Regions from separate parts of the Hordeum vulgare genome. Here region 1 is linked to region 2. Evidence: chromatin contacts called from public Hi-C data. All regions are on one chromosome and are shown on one strand. The core of a region is the stretch at or near the end of the contact, and the rest is flanking DNA. Distances in the headings are between cores, read along the strand shown.

What was found. Hi-C and Micro-C count contacts between places; a contact is called where the count stands out from the background.
Region 1: a Hi-C map of seedling shows a contact between it and region 2, with 5 times the contacts expected there. The contact joins the promoter of LOC123401766 here to the promoter of LOC123401483 in region 2. A contact is called at or near these places in 6 of 6 Hi-C or Micro-C datasets (leaf, seedling and an unstated tissue) and 1 of 1 datasets of contacts at active chromatin or transcription factors (embryo).

Annotation. Positions count from the first base shown.
Region 1 is chr6H:329,811,241-329,816,812 of MorexV3_pseudomolecules_assembly, reverse strand. It overlaps LOC123401766 (beta-1,4-mannosyl-glycoprotein 4-beta-N-acetylglucosaminyltransferase-like), which reads left to right and starts at 1,421. Exons shown (of 2, transcript XM_045095618.1): 1 at 1,421-1,893; 2 at 3,010-4,392. The coding sequence starts at 1,822. The coding sequence ends at 4,110.
Region 2 is chr6H:329,503,104-329,508,659 of MorexV3_pseudomolecules_assembly, reverse strand. It overlaps LOC123401483 (SUPPRESSOR OF GAMMA RESPONSE 1-like), which reads left to right and starts at 2,314. Exons shown (of 6, transcript XM_045095307.1): 1 at 2,314-2,720; 2 at 4,160-4,295; 3 at 4,658-4,844; 4 at 4,927-5,456. The coding sequence starts at 2,713.

The sequences.
Region 1 (5,572 bases), core at 172-2,671, 310 kb before region 2:
GAAAACATTAGACCATAGAGAATCTCATTAATTACCGAAACCACACTTAAGTGCTACATGCCCTTTCAATGATGCTCAATTGTACCAAAATCCTTCTATAAATCTTGATTTATAATGATGATTATTTGTTTGATTGTTGACATTGGTGGATATTTTCATAAGCTCAGGCCAGAAATCCTGAATAGATATAGATATGAGGATGCCATACTGACTCACATGAACCATCTTCAAAATTATGTTATGTAGTTTGTTATTCAAAAGTCCGATGATGATTTGTATAGAGTAATCCAATAAGGAAAAAGAGTCTTTATGATCCATTTTGTAGAAAGAGATTGTAAGATTCCTCGCAAATTTGCCATCTTTGTGTGGTGGATTGGCATTACATGAAACACAATTTCTATTCACACATGTATTATTCTGAAACCCTTATTTTCTATGTGAAGCATGTCACTCCTTCCTACCTCTGATTCCACCAGAGGAGGTTTGTCCTTCCTTATCATGGCACTACATTTGAACTTGGGAGTGGAGAAGGTCACAACTTAGTCTCACGATCCTTATATAGGTCCTGCATCTTACACGAAGAAGCTTGGTGTGAGAGGTATTTGTGAGGAATAACAGATGACTTGATAAGATTACTGTGAGCTCCCTCAGTTACATATTGCCAAATTTAAGAAGACAACAAAGATTTGGGCCATTAAAATCTCTTAGGGGACAGTAAGGCAATGGAGATATAGTTGTCCATCACAGAAAAGAAAAACAGTTATACAATGACCACGTTACTTGTGTAGGTCTTTTTTGCTTTTCACTTCACAAGGATACAATTTGCCTCTTTTGTAGTTGATTGGGTAAACAAGAAGACATCTACAATTGCCAAATGTAAGTGAAAATTTAAATCAAAAGTGATCAGCACAGTAAAAGTGTAAAACGCGGCATTGCTACTTCAAGTCAGCGTGTTTTATTGCCAAATTATTTTTTACATGTTATTGCAACTTAATGTTGCGTTTTCGTCCGGTTATCCCTGAGTAACCGGGCAATTCTCCTCTTCTTAATAAAATGCAGGACACCGCTGCCCCTCTTGAGATGTTTTTGGAAAAAAAAACTTGATGTGAAATGATAGTTTTCTTGTAACGAGCCTGTACAAAAAGAGTTACATGGTGTTTCTGTAAAAGGCCCTTTCATTACCCCTTCAGAACAGAGCAGGACTCGTTTTTATTTATGACAAGTGTAAAGAAGAAACGCTGATGAAGATACTAGTACTCCTGGTAGTACCTTTTTTGCGAGGCAAGGAAAGGAAAGCAAAGAGAAGAAATCGGCAAAACCGATTAGAAAAGGACACGACACTGACACAAATTTGGGGTTTTAAACTCTGCGGGACGAGATGCCCCTAGTACTCCACTAGTAGCACGAGGACAAACAAAGACCAGCTCTTCCGCCAGCCCACCCACAGCCGGAACGACGCGCAAGCAGAGCAGGCCACCACCCAAACGGCTATAATTAGACACGACGGTTCCCATAATCCCCTTGCTCTTGCCTCCTCCTATCTCTCACCTCCCACCCCACGCGCAAACACAACCCTCGTATTTCCGCGTATTCCCACACAACACCCTCCTTCCTCTATACGAACTCCGACAGCGCCGAGCCGTGTCGACCGCAAACAATTAGCCCACACCTCGAGGACACCAGCGCAAAAACACCGCCCGCCACCGGGGCGCCCAAGAGACCGCCGCCGGCCGATCGGAGCACCATTGGAGTCGCGCGCGCCTCTCCCCGCCTGCTCCGCGCGTCCGGGCGCTGACCCGTTCGTCCGGCCGTGCTGCCGCGATGGACGCCGCCGGCTACTACACCAACTGCAAGAAGACCGACGGAATCTGCGAGGGCATCTGCGACGGCGAGGTGAGGACCTCCCTCCCGTCCCCTCCCTTCCCTTCTCCCGTCCCCCCCAGATCTGTCCCTTTCTCACACCGCGTGCCTATCTCGGTGGATTGATTACCTGGTCTACGAGAAGGCCCCTTCTCGCCACTGCTTTCCTTTCCTTTTATTTTATTATTTATATTGTTTTTTTGGTTGGTCTGGAAACTACTCGCTTCATGCTTTGGTTGCTCCAATTGCTCTTATTCTCGCTTCGATTCTACCAGTAATATCAGTTATCACGCTCCGATATGCAGTAGTATTGTTTTTCTGCTGGCAAGTTTCTGTTTTCGATTAAGTATCCATGAGATTTGCCGAGTCCGGGTCCGAGATGCTTGCTTAGTTGCTTTACAAGTAGGAAGAATCTTTGATCTGTTTCGGTCCTACACATGGCGGGATTAGGTGTAATTTCAGGTTTTGATGCTGCTTCTGGTGCTGGTGGAATCTCGCGAGCTGGCCGAATTTGGGTTCCGCCTAATCCTGGAATCTTTTCTTTAACCGCTTGAGGCGCGGCCGTGAAAACGATCCCACCTTTTTAGTAAAAGACACAGATGGATTCTTGTGCACGCTGAGGATTCATGCTGCGAAAATAGACTACAGAGGAGTTCGTGAAGAGATACTAGTATCCAGCTTGCTCTGATCGGCCCATCTCAATTAGGCTGCCACTGATTTCCTTTTGTATACTAACAACAACATAGACACATATCGACTTGACTACTTGTTCCTGCCATCGTTGAGACATAACATTGATTTTCTGCTTCCCATGTTGAGTAAGTTTTAATAAAGTTTTCCCTGTTTTCATCTACAGCCATCCAGTTTGCGCTGAACAAATTAGTAACTCTCTTTAGCCAAAAATTTCAGTTATGCAATGCACCGTAAGGTTTCCTGGAGTAATTGATTTACAATAGAACTGGTGTCCTAAGTTAGGTAAATCGGTCTTGTTGCATATCCCTGCAGTTTGTACAGTCTTTTGTCGCTCAAATAGTTTTGTGAAGAAGATGGGTGTTTACTTGCGTATTTTTATTTTTAGCTCAATTTCGTGCTTCTTGTGACTTCCATTGACTGAGTGATTTCTCACTTGGTTTCTGTACTCATTTGCAGCATGGTTCAAAATCTGTTCTGAGCATGTCAAGGCTGAAGTGCGCCCTTCGGGGGTTTGATTTAAAGGCCCTTCTGTTCCTGCTGATTGGTGTGCCAATTATAATCTTCGTCATATATGTTCATGGCCAGAAGGTCACTTATTTCCTCAGACCTATCTGGGAGAAGCCCCCGAAGCCTTTCACAGTACTTCCTCATTACTATCATGAAAATGTTTCAATGGCGAACCTCTGCAAGTTGCATGGATGGAAGGTCCGGGAGGCTCCACGGCGTGTCTTTGACGCGGTGCTTTTCAGCAACGAGCTCGACATTCTTGATATCCGTTGGCACGAGCTTAGCCCGTATGTGTCAGAATTTGTGCTGCTCGAGTCCAATTCAACCTTTACTGGCCTGGAAAAGAAGCTCCACTTCAAGGAAAACCGCCAAAAGTTTGAGTTTGCTGAATCACGGTTGACCTATGGTATGATAGGGGGAAGGTTTGTGAAGGGGGAGAACCCATTTGTCGAGGAATCCTATCAGAGAGTCGCGCTTGACCAGCTTCTAAAGATCGCCGGAATCACTGACGATGACCTGTTGATTATGTCTGATGTTGATGAGATCCCAAGTGGTCATACAATCAACCTGTTGAGATGGTGCGATGATACGCCTGAGATACTTCACCTTCAGCTGCGGAACTATCTCTACTCGTTTGAATTCTTCCTTGATGATAAGAGCTGGAGAGCTTCGATACACAGATACCGAGCGGGGAAGACGAGGTACGCCCATTACCGGCAAACTGACGAGCTTTTGGCGGACTCAGGGTGGCACTGCAGCTTTTGCTTTCGGTACATAAATGATTTTGTCTTCAAAATGAAAGCCTATAGCCATGTGGACCGGATCAGATTCAGCTACTTCTTGAACCCCAAAAGAATTCAGCATGTGATATGCCAAGGGGCTGATCTCTTTGATATGCTTCCGGAGGAGTACACGTTCCAAGAGATCATCGCCAAGCTTGGGCCGATTCCGAGCACGTATTCGGCCGTTCATCTTCCCGCCTATCTACTTGAGAAATTCGACCAGTACAGATATCTTCTTCCTGGCAACTGCATGAGAGAGAGTGGGTAGCCTTAGCGTTTGTATTTGATACCAATGGGCTGGCTGACTTAGTTGGGGTGGCGTTTCGGTTGAGTTCATGATTTTGTACCATGTAATTCATCATTCAAAACAATGGAAGAGGGGCCTGCCTGACAGCATAGCGCATGCTCGGTGGCTGCGTGCTTGTTTTAGTTTTGAAAGAGGAGCTTAGCAGTGTGTGTGCTTACCACCTGAGTCTCTTGTTGATTCATTGCTTCCATGATTGATTTATGAACTCAGAAAATATATTGTAGATTATTTGTCTCTTGTTGATTCATTGCTTCCACGATTGATTTATGAACTCAGAAAATATATTGTAGATTATTTATTATTATCATCATATCATTCATACTCGCTGATGATTTACTACTGCATGTGCACTCAGTGAGTTCATGTCCTGCCCGCCCGCCCGCCTCACTGCTGTTAGTGGCCGCCCGCTTTTCTGGTCAAGTGTCTCAATCCTATAACATGTGATGCCGTTGCTGTCGTACTGAAAAAAACTGAATTGATTGCATCTGTAATCTTTTTGCCTCATAGGTTTCCTTGGTAAGAGTTAGGTTTGCTGCAGGTTGATTGTGGGTAATCCATACTCTGTTTGGCATCGCTGTCAGCTGCAAATGGTCCGAGTTGTTAAGCGACCTGCGCTGCGAGCGATGTGGGTGGGTACAGGCTGTCCGTGTGGGTTGTCCACCTCCGTCAGATTGACAAAACATGCTGCACGTTGGCTGTTAGGCCAACTCCAGATCCTATCTCGTTTTCGACCTATTCCCGGTCCAAACAACAATGAGCGAATGGGTGGGACGCACGCCCTTGTCCTCTTAGTGGCCCGCCTGTCGAGGACACTAGCCCTTCATTCACCTCCAACGCCTCCACCTGTCCTCCCCGCCCCGCCCCGCCGCAACTATTTTTTCGGTCGCCTCCTCATTGCTCACCCCCCGCCCGTGCATACCAAACGACGTCTCGCCATGGCCGCCAGCACGCGCGCGCTTTTGTAGGACTTTTGGCCGTCGTTTGGGGTCGCCGTCGTATCCGGTGCCAGAGGGGATATGACCGTCGGTGACGCCTATCGACCACGGCAGCTTCCGTCGGGTGCACCAGAGCGACCTTTAGCCGGCCACAAAACGCCCCTGCTGCATCGGGGTGATCTTCGCGACCTCTTTGCCATCACGACCGCAAAGTGTTTGACACTTTGCGCACAAAGGTATGGACAGTGGAGATGAATTTTTCTTCAACCACTTCATTTGTTCATCGGATGATGCGTCATCGGATGACGAAGATCTTGTGGTGGCTGCACTCGTCGTTCACGACCACATTGAAAGGCAGCAGCCTCGGTACAGGGGGTCAGTCCCTGGCCGTGCTCCCAACCTGAACCGCAACAGAGAGAGAGACCACACCATGCTCTATGTCGATTACTTTGAGAATACTGCGCTCTTCAAACCGGAGAAATTTCGTC
Region 2 (5,556 bases), core at 1,065-3,564:
GCACTGTCATGCCTCTCGCGTAAGAAAAATAAATAATGAACATTTTTTTTGTTTTCGAGAGGCATAGTTGTGCCTCTCGCAAAAAATGTGATTTTTCTCGTTTTCGAGAGGCATGGTCGTGCTTCTCGCGAAAGAAAAAATATGACTCTTGCAAAAAAACACAAAACATGTTTTTTTTCGTTTTTGAGAGGCACGAGCGTGTCTCTCGTGCAAGAAAAATGTGTTTTCTGAAAGAAACAAAACAGATTTTTCGTGCAAAAAAAAAATATTTTAATTTTTTTGTCCAAAAGGTAAGAAAGACGAGTGATAAATGAGAACACCAATTTTTTGAAAAAACCCACCTAAAAAACCGAAAACACGTAGAAAAGAAAAAATAATAAAAAAGAAAAACGCTTCGTGCCGTTGGCTGAAAATGCGTCAAACAATAATACGTGATGGTGATTATTCGGAGGGTTCCGAAGAAGCGCTCGCCAACGGGAGCTCCTATGCAGTGCTGCACGCGCCCGTTAACGATCCGACGCCTGCAGCGCCGCTAGCATGGGCCGGCCGCTAGAGTGTTGTTCAATTTTTTTCTTTTTGATTTTCTTGTTATGAAAAAATGTTAAATAAAAAAGGTTTACAGATTTAAAGAAAAAAGATTCATTCATTTGAAAAAAGTTCATATCTTTAAAAAAAGTGTCACTAATTTAAAAAATATCTTCAGTTTTAAAAAAAGTTCATTGAAAATAAAAAAGTTCATTAAACTTCTATAAAGTTCAATATATTATAAAAAAGTTCATAAAAAGTGAAAAGAAGTTCATCTATTTTTATGAAAAGTTCATTGAACTGAAAAAAAGTTCATAAATTGTTAAAAAGTTCATCAATTTTTAAAATGGTGTTCATCAAATTTCAAAAAACTTCACCGATCTTCAAAAAAGCTCATGAATCTGAAAAGTATTCATTGAGATTTAAAAAGTTCATCAATAATCAAATAAGTTCATAGAATTTTGCAAAAAAAGTGTTACAAGAGTTTAGATGGGTTGTTCCAGTTCGAACTCCACACGCCGTGAGTTAATAAAATGCACGTTAACTGATCCCTATGGCGGCAAATAGGAAATGCCCTCGTCAACGAAATCACTAATTAGCGACTACACCTTCCAACGATTATTCTCATCTTCACAGGTTGCGACAAATGGCGTACTGCATGCGTGCCATTTACTTTTTTCGTAAATCACTAATTAGCGACTACACATAGGAGTTTTCTCTTTTTTCGTAGATCCGTATTTTCAAAACGTTTTTATCTCCTAAACCATGCGTCCAAATCTTGAACTGTTTTCACCATTGACTTTCTCGCATCGAGATCTTCAAAACTAGATCCCGTGTTGATAGATTTTAACGAACTTTTTTTTTCACGAAAAAAACCCGGATGAAAAATCGTGCCTCACGCGATAGAAAATAAAAACTGAAAACGCGTTTTTTCCCTTTCCGGGAGGTATGGGTCGTGCCTCTTGCGAAGGCAAAACCGTGCCTCTCGTGAAAAAAAAGAGAGCAGAAAACGCGTTTTCCCCTTTTTAGGAGAGATACCCTCTCGCAAAGGCAAAACCGTGCCTTTCGCGGAAGCAAAACCGTACCTCTCGCAAAAAAAACAGAAAAATGTTTTTTTCCTTTAAGAAGAGGCACGGGCGTACCTCTCGCGAAGGCAAAACCGTGTCTTTTACGAAAATAAAACCGTGCCTCTCGCGAAAAAAAGAGGCACGGTCGTGTCTCTCGCAAAGGTAAAACCGTGCCTTTAACAAAAGCAAAACCGTGTCTCTCGCAAAAAAAATAGAAAACAACTTCTTTTTTCTTTTCGAGAGGCACGGCCGTGCCTCTCGTGAAGGCAAAACTGTGCCTCTCGTGAAAACAAAACCGTTCCTCTAAAAAACAGAAAACTTGTTTTTTCACGTAAAAATTGCATTTTTTAAAAAAAATTTAAAAAAATTTCCGTCAAAAAGTTACGATAGCCCAGTAAAAAAACGTAACACCAAAAAATAAATAAAAAAATAAAAATAGCCAAAACGCGTGCGAAAAAAATAAAATCCAATAAAAACTCTCAGAACGCAAAACGTGGCGGCGCGCGGAAGCTATCGCGGGGAGGCTCCGAAAAGAGCGCTCCCTTAGTTGCTTTCCCTCGTAAACTAGTTGTTCTCGTAATTAGCTTAACTGGTGTGGGCTGCGGTCAAACAGAAAACTGGTGTGGGCTGGGCTACGTTGGTGCCCAGACGGGCGGTCCAGTCCAGCAGGCGAGCATTAATGTGTTGTGGGGACCGCGTTCGGCTTGCCAAGGAAGGAAACCACAACGGCCACTGCCCGTGGCAACGCAGCGCAGCGGGGGCAGGGGTTTTTGGGGTTTCCCGAGGCGAAAAAGCGAGAGGAAACCGCGGAGCGGAGGCGTCGGACACAGGTCCCCGTTCCTTCCGACCTCGCTCGCCGCTCCTCTCCTCTCCTCTCCTCTCCTACCGCGACCCTTCCTCCGACGGCGCCCTGCCCTGCCCTGCCGCCATTACCAGCGAGGAAGGAGGCGGGGGAGCAGAGGCCACTTGGCACGGCTGGACCGAGCAGAGCGAGCGCGGGGGAGCAGGCACGCGCCCGCCGCGCCGCCGGCCGATTAGGGTTTCCCGTGTCCTGGTTCGTCGGGCTGGCCGATCGTCACGTGCGCGCTGCTCCGATCGGTCATCCGTACGCGCCGCCGCGATGGCAAGGTCGCCCCCTCCCTCCCCCTACCCCCTTTCTTCAGTCATTTTTACTCTGTCACTGTTGCTTAGGGCTTGTTCGATTGTTCCGGATACCCACATTTCAGCACTCTAGTTTCAGACTTTCAGGACTAGTATGTTTTCTTGCCTCAGTTGTTGCCCCCTTTACCATAGCACGGAGGAACTAAACTGTCCGTCGATTGCTCCGGCAACCAACTTTCCTCTAGCGACGCAGCTACTCTCTCCGTCCCATATCGAGAATGCCTATGCAACCATTCATAGATTTTGACCGTAGGGTCCAATCCGCCTGCTGTGTGCCAGCACTATAGGGTTCCAGGGTCTGTCGACAATAGTGCAAGCAGTTCCTGTAGTGGTTTCTTCTAGTACATTTTCAAAGCCTGCCCTGGTACATTGTGTCATTGATAGAGCAATGTGATCACATTGAAAATGCTTGCTTTCTTAATATGGCTAAGCTTAGTTATGTTATAGATAGCTTAATTGGTCGATACAGATACCCAACACATGATTAGGTACTCCGTTGCACCACATAGCTTGTTTGTCTCATCGCTCTGTTATGTAGCATTGTTCAGTCAACACTGTCCTGTCAATGTTTTGCCTTCTATGAACAGCATAAACAGGACGTCAATTGAAATATCCAATGTGTATTACTGATTGTCGATAGTTCCATATTGTTCCTGATTGATGTATTATCTCTTCAAGTTCTGCAGCTACTGTCTCATTGTTACCATGTAGCACCACTGTCTTATGTATCGACCTTTATAAATAACATTATCCTGTTCAGATTAGTGCATTTGCAAAGCCTGCCCAGGTACACTGAGTCATTGATAGAGCAATGTTATGACATTGAAAGTGCTTTCTTTCTTAATATGTCTAAGCTTACTTATGTCCTAGCTTAATTGGTCAATATAGATATCCAACGCATGATCAGGTTTACTCCGTTGCAGCACATAAGCATGTTTGTCTCATCACTCTGTTATGTAGCATTTTTCAGTCAATAGTGTCCTGTCCATGTCTTGCTTTCTAAGAATAGCGTAGACAGTCGTCAATCAAATTATCGAGATACCCTAGTCCTTTTAAGTTTTTATACATAGCTTACGACTGACACTAATTCCATGTTGTTTCTTCTTGGCATATTATATCTTCAAATTCTGCAGTTACTGTGTCTTTTTTTAATTATGTAGCACTACTTTCTTGGGTACTGGTCATTTAATTAACATCATCCTGGTCTTAATATTATTCCTATGTACTCCCTCTGTAAACTAATATAAGAGCATTTAGATCACTATTTTAGTGATCTAAACACTCTTATATTTGTTTACGGAGGGAGTATTTGACAAGGTAGCACTTACTTGTTTATGTACATGTCATCTTAATTGTTATTATCCTGGTCAACTTTGATGTAATGCTATGTAATTACTTTGCTGCAGGTCATGGCTTATAACTTGCAGGGGTGTTGCCAAGAAAATTAGGAATGACAGCTGCTCGAATCGCCAGATAAGTGAACTGGGTGCAGAAGCATGCAGGGAGTGCCCCAACTGCAAACATATCATTGATAACAGTGATGTAAGTACTTGAAAATCTTTTGGTGGCTTGTATCTTGCAAGGAAAACTTCTCTTCTTTACTTTTTGGTGCACCCTTACTGAAAACCTGCTTCTGCCATGAATAGTTCATAGATCATTTATTCTTTGTTGGTAGCCGCCTAAGTTAGATGTATTGACGATGGTAGCAAATAAGGAAACATGTTGCGGTGGATACTCTATGCTTTCCTTGATTCCAGTGAATATCAATAAGGCTTTGAGCTGTATTAACTCACATAAGCTTCAGAACTACAGATGCTTGCAAAATGCAACCCATTTGATCTTACATTCGATGGTACTATGTTACACATTCTATAAAATACTTAACTGCATTTCATCATTTGTAGGTTGCTGTACAGTGGCCTGGGCTGCCAGCCGGTGTGAAGTTTGATCCATCTGATTTGGAATTGCTCGAGCATTTAGAACAGAAAATTGGCGTTGGAGGTTCAGAGCCCCATATGTTCCTTGATGAATTTATTCCAACTGTGGAGAATGATGAAGGGATCTGCTATTCACATCCTGAAAATCTTCCTGGTAGGGGATTCCCTTATTGAGATGCTATAGGAGTATTTATTGGCTTATTCATGTACTGACTGGGCACATTTCGTTCTTATAGGCACAACGAAAGATGGAAGAAGCGCTCATTTCTTCCACATAATTTCAAATGCGTATGGTTGTGGCCAGCGCAAGCGTCGAAGGATCAGCAACAGCGACTATAGCACTTCTGATGAGCATGTGAGATGGCACAAGACGGGTAAATCAAAAGCCATATATGACAATGGTGTTATGAAAGGGTGGAAGAAAATATTGGTTCTGTACAAAAGTTCACAAACAGGTGGCAAACCTGATAAAGCTGACTGGGTGATGCATCAGTACCATCTTGGGCTAGAGGAAAAGGAAAAAGTTGGAGAGTTTGTCGTGTGCAAAATCTTTTATCAATTGAAGGCAAATCAAGTGGACAAGTATGAACCAGAAATGGCTAACGAAGCATCTGATGCATTTACTGCAAGGGATTATCCAAAAACTCCAATGGCAAAGACCCCACAGCTATGTCGCCCAAATAATAGTCCATGTGAAACTGAGCAGACTTTATTGAAAAAATGTGAAACTGAGCAGAAGCAAAACTATTCCAACTTGCAGTACCAGGTAAATCACTGACATGGGAAATCTGCTGAGTTAGATCTAACCTTTGATTAAACCAGTTCTCAGTAAGAAACAGTAGACATAAGACTAATAATACTTGACA